Regions from separate parts of the Callithrix jacchus genome. Here region 2 is linked to region 1. A link is a contact called in public Hi-C data. All regions are on one chromosome and are shown on one strand. The core of a region is the stretch at or near the end of the contact, and the rest is flanking DNA. Distances in the headings are between cores, read along the strand shown.

Region 1 (5,533 bases), core at 1,475-3,974:
TCCTTTCAAATATGTGATTGTACTAGCTCTTTCCATATGAAAGAATTCTCCTTATTTAAATAAAAAAAAGTTAAAAAAAAAATAAAGCTGAACATGCTTTCTCAGGTTGTATGTCCCTCATTTCTCAGTCATTTGACTGGAGAGACCTACAGATCAAAAGTTCTAATTTTACAGAGTTCACACAGAAATCAGGAGTGGTGCAGCCGACACACCTTAACAGAAGCTGTATGGGTAGAGAAGGGATCAGAACCCATGGTTAAGGAGCATCTTCAAAATGTAGCAGCATCAAGCACTCTCCAGTCTCTTCCCACAGATGGCATCTGGCTGTGCACAGTGCCAGCCTGCAACCCCACCACTTGCAGTGAGAAATGGGTTGGTCACAGGAGGTAAGCATTTCATGTGGCGTGTTATGTTGCCACTTCTAGTAGTGTTTTTGCAGGAAGTAGAGGATGATGCTGTGCTCTGGGGTGGGGAAGGAGCAGGCCAGGCCTGGGGTAGCAAAGGGTAATAGTTCAGAATTGGTTCTCGGTTTTGCCATTGCCTCACTGTGTGTCTTGGGGACATTTCACCACCTGGGTCTTTTATGTCTTTAATGGTTAAGTCTCCTTAACCATAAAATGTAGATGGTAATGGTATCAATGGGGTCATGTGGATTCAAAGAGGTCACTAGTAGCTTTTGGCTTAGTGCCTGGAACCAGCTAAGAAAACTTAATTACCTCCCAAGAAATAAAATGCTGTTTCCAACCTCAACTTCCTTCTAAGCCTTTTGACTATGGATAAGAGTTGGGGACCTGGGCACAGGCATCTCAGCTTCAACCAATCACACTCAGTGCCCTGATTCACTGCTCCCTAGGGACAGGTGGCTTACAGCCAGCCCCAAAGGAGACTAGTCCTGAGGTTGGGGGCCTGCAAGATGGAGCTTTAACTCATGAGGCACCACCACTGTTAGCATGGCATGCACCAAAGCTCAGCGGCCCAGCCCCACTCCCTCCTGGGGCCCAGGGAACCCTCCCTGCCCAGTGTAAACATAGTTGCCTGCAGGCTCTAGCCACAAACCCAGGTGAGCCCCAGCTCCTTCCCTCTGTGGGATCTTGGGTGAGTCACATAACCCTTCATGGGTAAGCCATAAAGAAGTAACCACTACGTTCGCAACTGGTGTCACCTAATGCTATGTTGACTGACATGGAAAAAAATATCTTGCAGACAACCAAGAACAATAATTAAGGTTATTAAACCCACAGTGTGCCCATTTGGTCTCTATAGGTTAACATACAAATAGACCAGGAGATCAAGAAGGGGTGAGGCCGAGAAGAGTGATCCATTAGCCTGGTTCCACTGCTGTCAGTTACATGCTCGGTGCCCATCCAGGCAAAATATGGGAAGGGGTGCAGTCAACCAAAAGTACCATGTTAGCCCCAAAGCAGGTCTTTGGGAAGGCTCTTGATGCTGAGCAGAGGGGGCTGGAGAGGCTGATGGATGAGGAAGAGGAGCCCTGGGAAGGGAGGAAGAAGCCTCCAGTCTTCTGCCAGGGAGTTTAAGAGAGTTGCCCCCACTGAAGCCTCTGGTGGTCTTGCAGCCCCCACCATGTCCGGGTTTTTGGGTTTTTTGTTTTGAGACAGGTGTGACCACAGCAGACTGCAGCCTCGACCTCCCTGCCCCAAGCAATCTTCCTACCTCAGCCTCCCTTGTAGCTGAGACCGCAGGCAGACACCAACAGGCCCGGCTAATTTTTGTATTTTTTCATACATACCGGCTCTTGCTATGTTGCCCAGGCTCTTCTGGAACTCAAGCAGGCTCACTTGATCCTCCTGCCTCGGCCACCCAAAGTGCTGGGGTTACAGGCGTCAGCCACCGCTCCCGGCCCTAGGTCCCTTTTAAATGCACTTACCCTCAGCCCCTCCTCTGCTAGATGTATGTGCAAGCAGGTTCGCGGCAGCGATTTTTTTGGCAAGAAAACTAGGGGCGTGGGGGCGTGGAACTGTGGTCCCAGCTACTCGGGAGTCCGAGGCGGGAGGATAGCGTGGGGCAGGGAGGTCGAGGCTGCAGCAAGCTGTGGTCCTGACACCACTTCAGCCTGGACGAAAGAGCAAGACCCTGTCCCAAAAAATTAAAGCCAGGCGCCATGGCTCACGCCTGTAATCACAGCACTTTGGGAGGCCGAGACGGGCGGGTCATTTGATGTCAGGAGTTCGAGACTAGCCTGACCAACATGGTGAAACCGGTCTCTACTAAAAACACTAACTTAGCCGTGGTGGTGGCGGGCGCCTGCAGTCCCAGCTACTCGGGAGGCTGAAGCAGGAGAATAGCTTGAACCCGCAAGGCGAAGGTTGCGGTAAGCCGAGATCGTGCCATTACCCTACAGCCTGGGCAACAAGAGCGAAACTCCGTCTCAAAACCAAATTAATTAATTAATTAAAAAGAAATCTGGGAGCAAACTGGCGCACCGCTGTGCAGAGGCAGAATTAAGATCTCCACGCCGGATGAAGTGAAAAAGCAAGGAGAAGATTGGTGGGAGCCCACTGCGTTTTTAAAAAGTTGCACGTTTGCTTAGAGTACACAGAAAACCCGGTACACAAAGCAGTAGCACCTGAGGGAGGGGAAGTCCCCCCGCGTTTGACACTTGCTTCTCCCCGGGGCCTGGCGCCCTCACCTGCTGCGCACGCGCGCCACTGCCCAGTGCGCACGCGCGCTGTTGCCAGTCGGGTCCCGCAGGCGCGGTGAATCGAACGTCGAGAGGGCGGTGGGCGGTGCGGAGTGCCGAAGCGCCTTGCTCCCAGCCGTCGGCCCAGTCCGGCGATTCCGAGGCCTTGCCATGAGTCTTTCGCGGCTCTGCCTGGACTCGGAGAAACGCGGGTACGTTTAGGGACACCGGGGATGAGGGCCCAGCCCGCACTCGGGGGAGTCCATCAGTGCGTGACGCGGGTGAGCGGCCTGCGGACAGGCTGGGGCCAGGGGCGTCCCCGTGTTGCCGGAGCCGTGGGCGGGGTTCGGCGCCCTCACCCTTGCAAGTGAGGCGTCAGGGGCCGACCGAGCCCCGTAGTAAGAACTCCGCGGCATGTGCAGCACTAGGGAGGAGGGGCGTGCCCCGGGTGCAGCCTCCGGAGTGGTGGCAGGGACCGGTATGGCCTGTGGGGAAGAAGGGCCGGCCAGGGAGGTGCGGTCTGCAAGGGGGGAGTAGGCACTTCCAGGACGGCTGGTCCTCTTGGGAGGAAGGTGCTCAGGGCAGATGCAGCTCAGGGAGGGAAGAGCCAGAGCTCGTCCAGGGTAGATGGGGCCTGGGGATGTCAGCGGGGTGCCAGCGGCCAGATGCAGCTGTGTTGTGAGACTGGGACCCCAAGGCTGATGCAGCTTCAAAAGAAGCAGAGCTCAAGGGAAGATGAAGCCTGGAGGAGAACTTGGGGGCTCAGGATGAAAATGCACCCTCTAAGCGAGAAAGGGGGACTCAGAGTGCAAATGCATCCTCCAGGTGAGAAAGGGGGGCTCAGAGTGAAAATGCACCCTCCAGGTGAGAAAGGGGGGCTCAGAGTGCAAATGTACCCTCCAGGTGAGAAAGGGGGGCTCAGACTGCAAATGCACCCTCCAGGCAAGAAAGGGAACACCCTCGGGGTGATGTGCCCCTGGGAGAGAAGGCCGGGAGGCGCTGGGGGCAGATTCATCCTTAAGGAGAGATGAGAAGGCCCTGAGGCTCGGGCGGGTTGAGGTCCCTGGGCATAAGCAGCTGAGATGGCACCCAGGAGCTGCTCAGGGTCGGGGAGCCGTCGGCACCGTGTGAGCTCCTGGTCGTTGGGGAGGGAGGGGAGAAAGACTGGCATTCCTTAGCAGTGTTCTTGCTCCCAGGACGTTCTCAGCAGGTTTTATCCCTGCCTTTCTCAGCAGGAATGAGTTGTTGAAGGGAGTGAATGTCCAGTCCTGAGATCCCTGAAGTCCCACCCGAGTTCACTGGTAGTGCCCCTCACCCCATATGTCTACCTGAACTGAGGCTCCATGAACAACTGCCTTTCTCAGCAGCCTGGCTGTGCTGTGGTTCCCTCTGTGCATCTGGGAGCCGGGGGCTTCGGATTCCTTCTGTAGCTTCCTGTGAGCCCTCATTGACCACGGTGCCTCCCTTCTTTTCTAGGGCATCTACCTGAGCCTGCTTTTCTACAAGATGTGGGGATTTTTGAAGCGCCCTGTAGTGGTGACTGCCGACATCAATTTGCACCTTGTGGCCCTGACTGGGATGGGGTTACTGAGCCGGCTGTGGCAGCTCACCTACCCGCGGGCCGTGGTGTAAGCAAAATGACTAAATTCCCAGTGTGAATTGAAAATTGTACTTTGTGACAGGAGGGGCCTTACTGAATAGCATAAATAGGAAAGTGAAATCCTGGCTTCTTGGTGATAGATGTTTTTGGCAGTGAGAGGAGAGACCAGTCTGTCCCCAGGACAGCCCCAGCAGAGTATTTAGGTCTTGCCTTCTGGGTCTGTGGCAGGTGAAATCTGGCCCATTGGATGGTGTGGTAGAGGAATATCTGGTTGCCAGCCTTAGATAACAGTGTTAAAGTCTGGATGGCAGAGGACTGATGGATTTGGAAGTGAGTCTTCACTGTTGACAGCACTCAGAATGTGTTTTTGTCATAATAGGAAATGGCTGCTGTTAGTATCGAAGGGCTGTTTGTTAACTGATTAATGCGTGTTCTTGTTTGTTTAACTTTCTATTATGGAATATGTCAAACATATGCAAAAGCAGGGAGGTGAGTATAATGAATGCCCCTCCATAGACACCAATGTATTCATTACCCAGCTTCACCTGTATCGGTTCACAGCCAACCCCTCCCTGCAGTGGAACTCTGAAGCAAATCCTAGACATATTGTATTCATAGATAATTCAGTGTATCTGCAAAAGATGAGGATTCTTTTTTTTTTTTTTTTCTTTTTTTGAGACAGAGTCTTGCTCTGCCACCTAGGCAGTAGTGCAATGGTGCGATCTCAGCTCACTGTAACCTCCACCTGCTGGTTTCAAGCAATTCTCCTGCCTCAGCCTTCTGAGTAACTGGGATTACAGGCGCCTGCCACCCGTCTGGCTAATTCTGCTATCTTTAGTAGGGATAGGGTACCACCATGTTGGCCAGGCTGGTCTCAAAACTCCTAACCTCTGGTGATCCACCCGCCTCAGCCTCCCAATGTGCTGATATTACAAGCGTGAGCCACCTCGCCCAGCGGAGAATTCTTAAAAATCACATAACCACGGTTCCATTGTCATGCCTGATAAATTGCTCGGTTATCTTCACATTTCCCTGATTGAAGACATGTTATTGCAGTTGATTCCCACATTTTCCCTTCATACTTGCAGCCGTTTCATTGGGTCATCAGGTCTGATCCCTAGCCACAGATGTGCTTCTGTCCCGGGCGGAGGTGGGTGGATAGGAGGGATTAGCCTCGTGTCCTGGGAGGTATTTCAGCAGGTTGGTTTGTAGTATCCACCTAAATCAAATTTGTGGGAGAAACGGAATCTGTATGGGGCAGGCATGCTGAGTGCCAGCTGTGCTTGGTGAAT
Region 2 (5,533 bases), core at 819-3,318, 210 kb after region 1:
GGAGAAGGCCCAAGGACAACCTACACTGAAATGAATTGGCCTCAGGTCTTTCTCCCAACAGCAGAGAACTCAAATCAAGAGTTGTTTCACTCCCAGCAGTTTGGGCTGTGGAAAGCAGCTCACGGGATGACAGATAACTTTTTCCTTTTTTAAAAAACAGAATTTGCTTCTGTTTTAAGTAGTGATGAGGTCTCGCCATTTTGCCCAGGCTTGTTTCAAACTCCTGGGCTCAAGTGATCCTCCTGCTTCAGCCTCCCAAAATGCGGGGATCACAGGCGTGAGCCACTGTTTCGGGCTCACAGATGATATTTCAATCCAGTTCATTTTACTTTTCCATGATTTCCAAGTTTTAACAATGAACGTCGAATATTCTTATAATCAAAGAGCCCAGTGCAACTGGATAAAATAAATTATCCAAGTTTCCCAACAGTACATTCTGATAAGACACTACAAGAAGTTCCTGAGAAATGCTGCACGGATGAACCCAAGATATTTCTGGAGCAGCAGGTGTACAGGATGGCAACTCATGGTCAGTGGGCAAAGCGGCAGGCGCTCCAGATCAGTGAGAAAAATACCCAAGAAATGGCACCTGCACCCAACCGTCCTGCCCCTGAGAAAAGCACCCCGGCTTCTGGTCAGAGGGCCCAGGAATCAATACCCCACCTGCTACCCTCTTGCTGGCTGGACAGTTGGAATTCACTGAACCTCTGTGAGCCTGTAAAACTGGGACCATATTCTTTCCCACAGACAAGCTTCAAAAATTTAAGAAGCAATGCATTTTAGGTAATAAGAGTCAGATATACAGTAAACCCTCAACAACGCCTACAAATATGTCCTTCTGTGCTTCAACCACAGCCTGCAAATGTCACATTGCCTCGTGGGTACGCTGCAAGGGTGCAGCCCACAGAAATATCCCATACTCAACCCGGGAAACATAAGCAACTTCCACAATCAAAGCCACAGACCTCCCTGGCAGCACTCTAAAAATCTACTTTCCCTAATTCAGCCGTAAAGCTAACCTGGTACCTGGGTTATGACCACAGGCCATGCCCCCAGTAAAGGACCCCCGGAACACCCACCCACCTCACCTTACACCCAAGGATTCGCATCTGGACTCCAAAGGTGCCGCAGGCTAATGAAGCCCGGGGTCTCATATGCAGGACAGTCATTGAATCTTTGGAGACTCTATTCCCAGGACAGGCAAACCCAGCGACTCGGAAGGCAACTCCCCGAGATTTCTAGGAACACACAAAGAGATAAGGTCTGCATCAAGATTTATCATCTACTCACACCCACCGGCCCCCCCACCTGCCCTCCTTGCCCGTCTGAGCTTGATCAGAGTCGGGGGGAAACTTGACTGCGTCCTCGAAACGCCCCCACATATCCAGCCTGCTTCCTTTGAAGCAACCGAAGTGGACGCTTCTGGTTAAATTTAAACTCCAGGCTCATTAGAAATGACACATTTTACAGCTCAGGGCGGCTCACCTTCCGAGTGCGGAGCCCAGGCCGGGCACGGATCTCCGCAGCCGCCGCAGCACGCGGCCCGGGCGGTTCTTCCCCTGCCCGGGGCTCGAGCCATTTTCGGAAGTTCCCGGGGACCGCGAAGCGGCTCGTGCGCCCGACCCCGGGTCACAGGGCCCCGCCCGGCCCGGCCCCCGGTGCCCACGCAGCGGCCGCTTCCCCCGCGCTCGGCCGGGAATGGGCCTGGAGGAGAAGCTGCCAGGCGCCCCGGCGAGGCCTCGGTGGCCTCACCCCGCCCCGGCGCACGCAGGGCCGCGCATCCCGGGGGACTCGCGCTCGGCCGGTGATCGGCGGAGCCCGCGGGCCCGGCGGGGCCGGAGGGAGCCGCCCCGCGCCCGCTCCTCACCTGCTTTCTCGATCTTGCCGGACATTTCCGGGCTGCGCCGGAGGCCGAGGCCGCCGCTCATCGGGCCCGGGCCGGGCCCGCCGCGGGGCGACAGGGGCGGCGCGCCCGCCGCTCGCCTCGGCCCTGGCTCGCCACGCCTCAGACCCGCGCCGGCATGGCGGGCTCCGCGCGGCCGCGGCCCTGCGCTCGGCGACCGCGCTCCAGCCCGCCCGGGCCCAGCCGCTCCCGCCGCGCCCGCCGCCGCCGCTCCGCCTCCCGCGCGCCAGCCGCCGTTCTCCTGGCTCGCGAGCCGGCTGCAGCACCGCGCCGCCGCCCGCCCGCCGGGCCTCGGCCGCGGCCACGGCCCACAGCGCCACCTGCCGGGCTCCCGCCGCGCCGCCACAGCGCCCCCTGTCTGCCCGGAGCCGCCCGAGCCTCGCGCGCGAGGCGCGAGACGCAGCGCCCCCTGCCGATCTGGAGTCCCGACGCCCGGGCCTGGGGCTGACTCCACCCGGGATTCCGGATTCCTCTGCTGTGGGACCAGAGTCACCAGGTCCAGGCCTGGGACTTGACAGCTCCAACCCAGGATCCTCCGTTGCCCAGAGCCTGGCCTGTCCCCTCACCCGAGACACAGAGACCCTGCGGGGCCAGATTTTCCACCCCAAGACGTGGAATGGATGTCTACCCCATCCTCCCATCATCCCGGGCCCAGCATCCCCTGTGGGCCAGAGGCTCCACGCCAAGGAACTCACCCTCACCAGCACTCAACAAGCTCTACTGACTGGGAGCCTGTCCTGACCCTCCCCCCAAACCAGCAGCACCCCTGCTTTTTTTTCCCTGATGGGATTGGGCCCTGGTCACTGGCATGGGGTTGGGGTGGGGAAGTGGGGAATGGATCCTCCGCCTTGGCATGGACCCTGGGCCCGCAGAGGGCTTTGATGCCAGAGTGGAGTCATTACCCAGCCTGGAGTCTGGGCTGGCAGGAGGTGCTATGAGGCCACTCCCAGGCCCTGGTGTTAAGAAGGGGTGCGGGCTGGGCACGGTGGCTCATGCTTGTAATCCTAGCACTTTGGGAGGTTGAGGCCCATGAGGTGAAGAGATCAAGTCCATCCTGGCCAACATGGTGAAACCCTGTCTCTACTAAAAATACAAAAATTAGCTGGGCATGGTGGCACGTGCCCATAGTCCCAGTTGCTCGGGAGGCCAAATTCATTTCCCTCTTCCAGCTGATGAATGGATGCTCTGAGCAAGGGTGGACCTGTTGCCCTCTTGGCAGCTGCATCACTAGGCAAAACTGGCCCCTGGCCCGAGGCCCAACTCCGAAACACTTTCAGTGCTGCCTCCAATCCTTCTAGGCTTCTGAGCTGAGAAAAGTCAGTATTTTAAGTCCAAAATCCTGGGTGAAAAGTAGAAAATTAGACTGCATGAATACTAAGTGCAGTCAGGGGTTTGTGAGACCAAAGTCAAATATATTTAATAAATTATGACATATCCAATGACAAGAGATTTGCAAACAATAAAGTACTTTGCAAATGGACATTATGGTAAATCGGAGTCACAGATCTTATTTAATAAAGGCTATTCATGAAAGATGTTTATAGCTATAGTAGAATACACACAAAGTAATGAAGCAAATGGATTCCAAAAGCCCAGTTCTTGACAACTTGGAGCCTTCTCATAAGCTGCTCCCACTGTCTTAAGAATGTTCTCTCCCCTCCTCTCCACCTGACTGGTCCCAGTCATCTTTCGCTTCTCAGTTTCACTGTCACTTCTATGGAGAATCCTTCCCTGACATGCCCCAGCAGGACCAGCTTCCTGTACTGGTTAGGATGCTTGATTGCACTGTCAGAAACCTAGCCCTGCTTGGTTAGAGCAAGAAAGGAATTTTTGGAAGATCATAATTAGTAAACCAGGTATACAGCGAGGTCCAAATGCAGCTAACCCCAGGCTCTGGAATAAGCCCATTGGTCTTCTGTGTTGGCTGTATCCTCAGGCCATCTCTCTCTACAAGGTGGCAAAGGGTGAAGCTGGGCACCAGCACTCCTGGGCCTGTCACCTGCCTGCTTAACAACCGCAATGGACAAAGAGGATCTCTTTCATCATTGTTCCATGGCAGACTCTAATTAGCTCAGTTTGAGTCACACATCTATTCCCAAGCCAATGACTGCAGAAATGGAGTAAAATATGTGACTTGGCAGCAGGGCACGGTGGCTCAAGCCTGTAATCCAGCACTTTGGGAGGCTGAGGCAGGTGGATCTCGAGGTCAGGAGTTTGAGACCAGCCTGACCAATGTGGTGAAACCCCATCTTTACTAAAAATACAAAAATTACTTGGATGTGGTGGTGCACACCTGTAGTCCCAGCTACTCAGGAAGCTGAGGCAGGAGAATCACTTGAACCCGGGAGGCAGTGGTTGCAGTGAGTTGAGATTGCACCACTGCACTCCAGCCTGGACAGAGCAAGACTCTGTCTCAAAAAAAAAAAAAAAAAAAAAGAACATGTAACTTAGCCAGCCTAGGAATTGTGCCAATTTTAAGAAAGCTTAGGAGCAGGCCGGGCGTGGTGGCTCATGCCTGTAATCCAAGTACTTTGGAGGCCAAGGTGGGCGGATCACCTGAGGTCGGGAGTTCAAGACCAGCCTGACCAACATGGTGAAACCCCGTCTTAAAATAATAATAGTAATAGTAATAATAATAATAATAAAAGCTTAGGAGCAGAGGCTAGCTACTCAGGAAGCTGAGACAAGAGACTCACTTGAGCCTGGGCGTTCACCTGTAGTGTGTTGTAATCCCACTTGTGAATCACTACTGCACTCCAGCCTGGGCAATAGAATGAGAGCTGTATCTAAAACCATAAATCGTAGGACACAGAAAATGAAATGCTATTAATACAAGGGGTCATGCTGGGCTCTTGCACTGCTGCAGCACCAACTCCAGCAGAGGGAAGGGGCTCAGTCAACACTTGGGTGGGTGCTATCAGCCTTTCTCCTAACATTCCAGGGAAGGGTGGGGTGAGCCAGGTGACCCTTCCACGGGGTCATCAGACTCCATGGTGGAAGGTGGAGGAAACAGCAAGGTGGGCCTGAGGCTGCTCACAGAGCCTGTTTTAGATAGGGCCCTTGCAAAAAGCACCACATCCTCTTCTTGCATTTGCAGACAACACTCAGCTATTCAGACAACAGGAATTCCATGAGACTAGGGTAGAAAACAGCCAGAGTGAGGCTGGTGATCCTGGGCCCACCTCAGCTTGGATTGATCAAATCTGTTAGCATGCACCTGACTGAACTGCCAGAAACACTGCCCGTTCCCTGTGAACAGAGAATATTGCTTCATTACATTACCATCGTAGATCAGAGAGACAGGCGAATCCATTACTAACAGGAGTCATGGGAATGAGGGCCGATGCTGCTGGAGGGCTGCCTGTGGCTGGTCCCTGCTCGGTCATTGCCTCAATCCTTACTAGAATCCTGGGAGGGCGGGGTTTAGATAAGAGAGTGTTTATTTGGTCATGTATTGTAGATAACTACTTAATGTTGGCAAAGAGGAATTTATTGGAAAACAGACAAATGTCTCTTAGGTAGAACCAAAGGGCAGGAAGTTCAACACCTTGCCAGAAGCTGAACTGCACACAACAATCACTTTCCCACACACCCCCAGGCCGCTTCCTCCCCCAGCTCAGCTGTCAGACC

Evidence for each region. A called contact is a pair of places that touch in the nucleus more often than the background predicts.
Region 2: a contact with region 1 is called in a Hi-C map of skeletal muscle, with 4 times the contacts expected there. The contact joins the promoter of RAPGEF1 here to the promoter of POMT1 in region 1. A contact is called at or near these places in 2 of 3 Hi-C or Micro-C datasets (induced pluripotent stem cells and skeletal muscle).

The regions. Positions count from the first base shown.
Region 1 is chr1:180,109,259-180,114,791 of calJac240_pri, forward strand. POMT1 (protein O-mannosyltransferase 1) reads left to right here and starts at 2,725. Exons shown (of 17, transcript XM_078330186.1): 1 at 2,725-2,853. It also overlaps the pseudogene LOC100895138.
Region 2 is chr1:180,322,011-180,327,543 of calJac240_pri, forward strand. It overlaps RAPGEF1 (Rap guanine nucleotide exchange factor 1), which reads right to left and starts at 2,069. Exons shown (of 23, transcript XM_035260974.3): 1 at 1,868-2,069. The coding sequence starts at 1,928.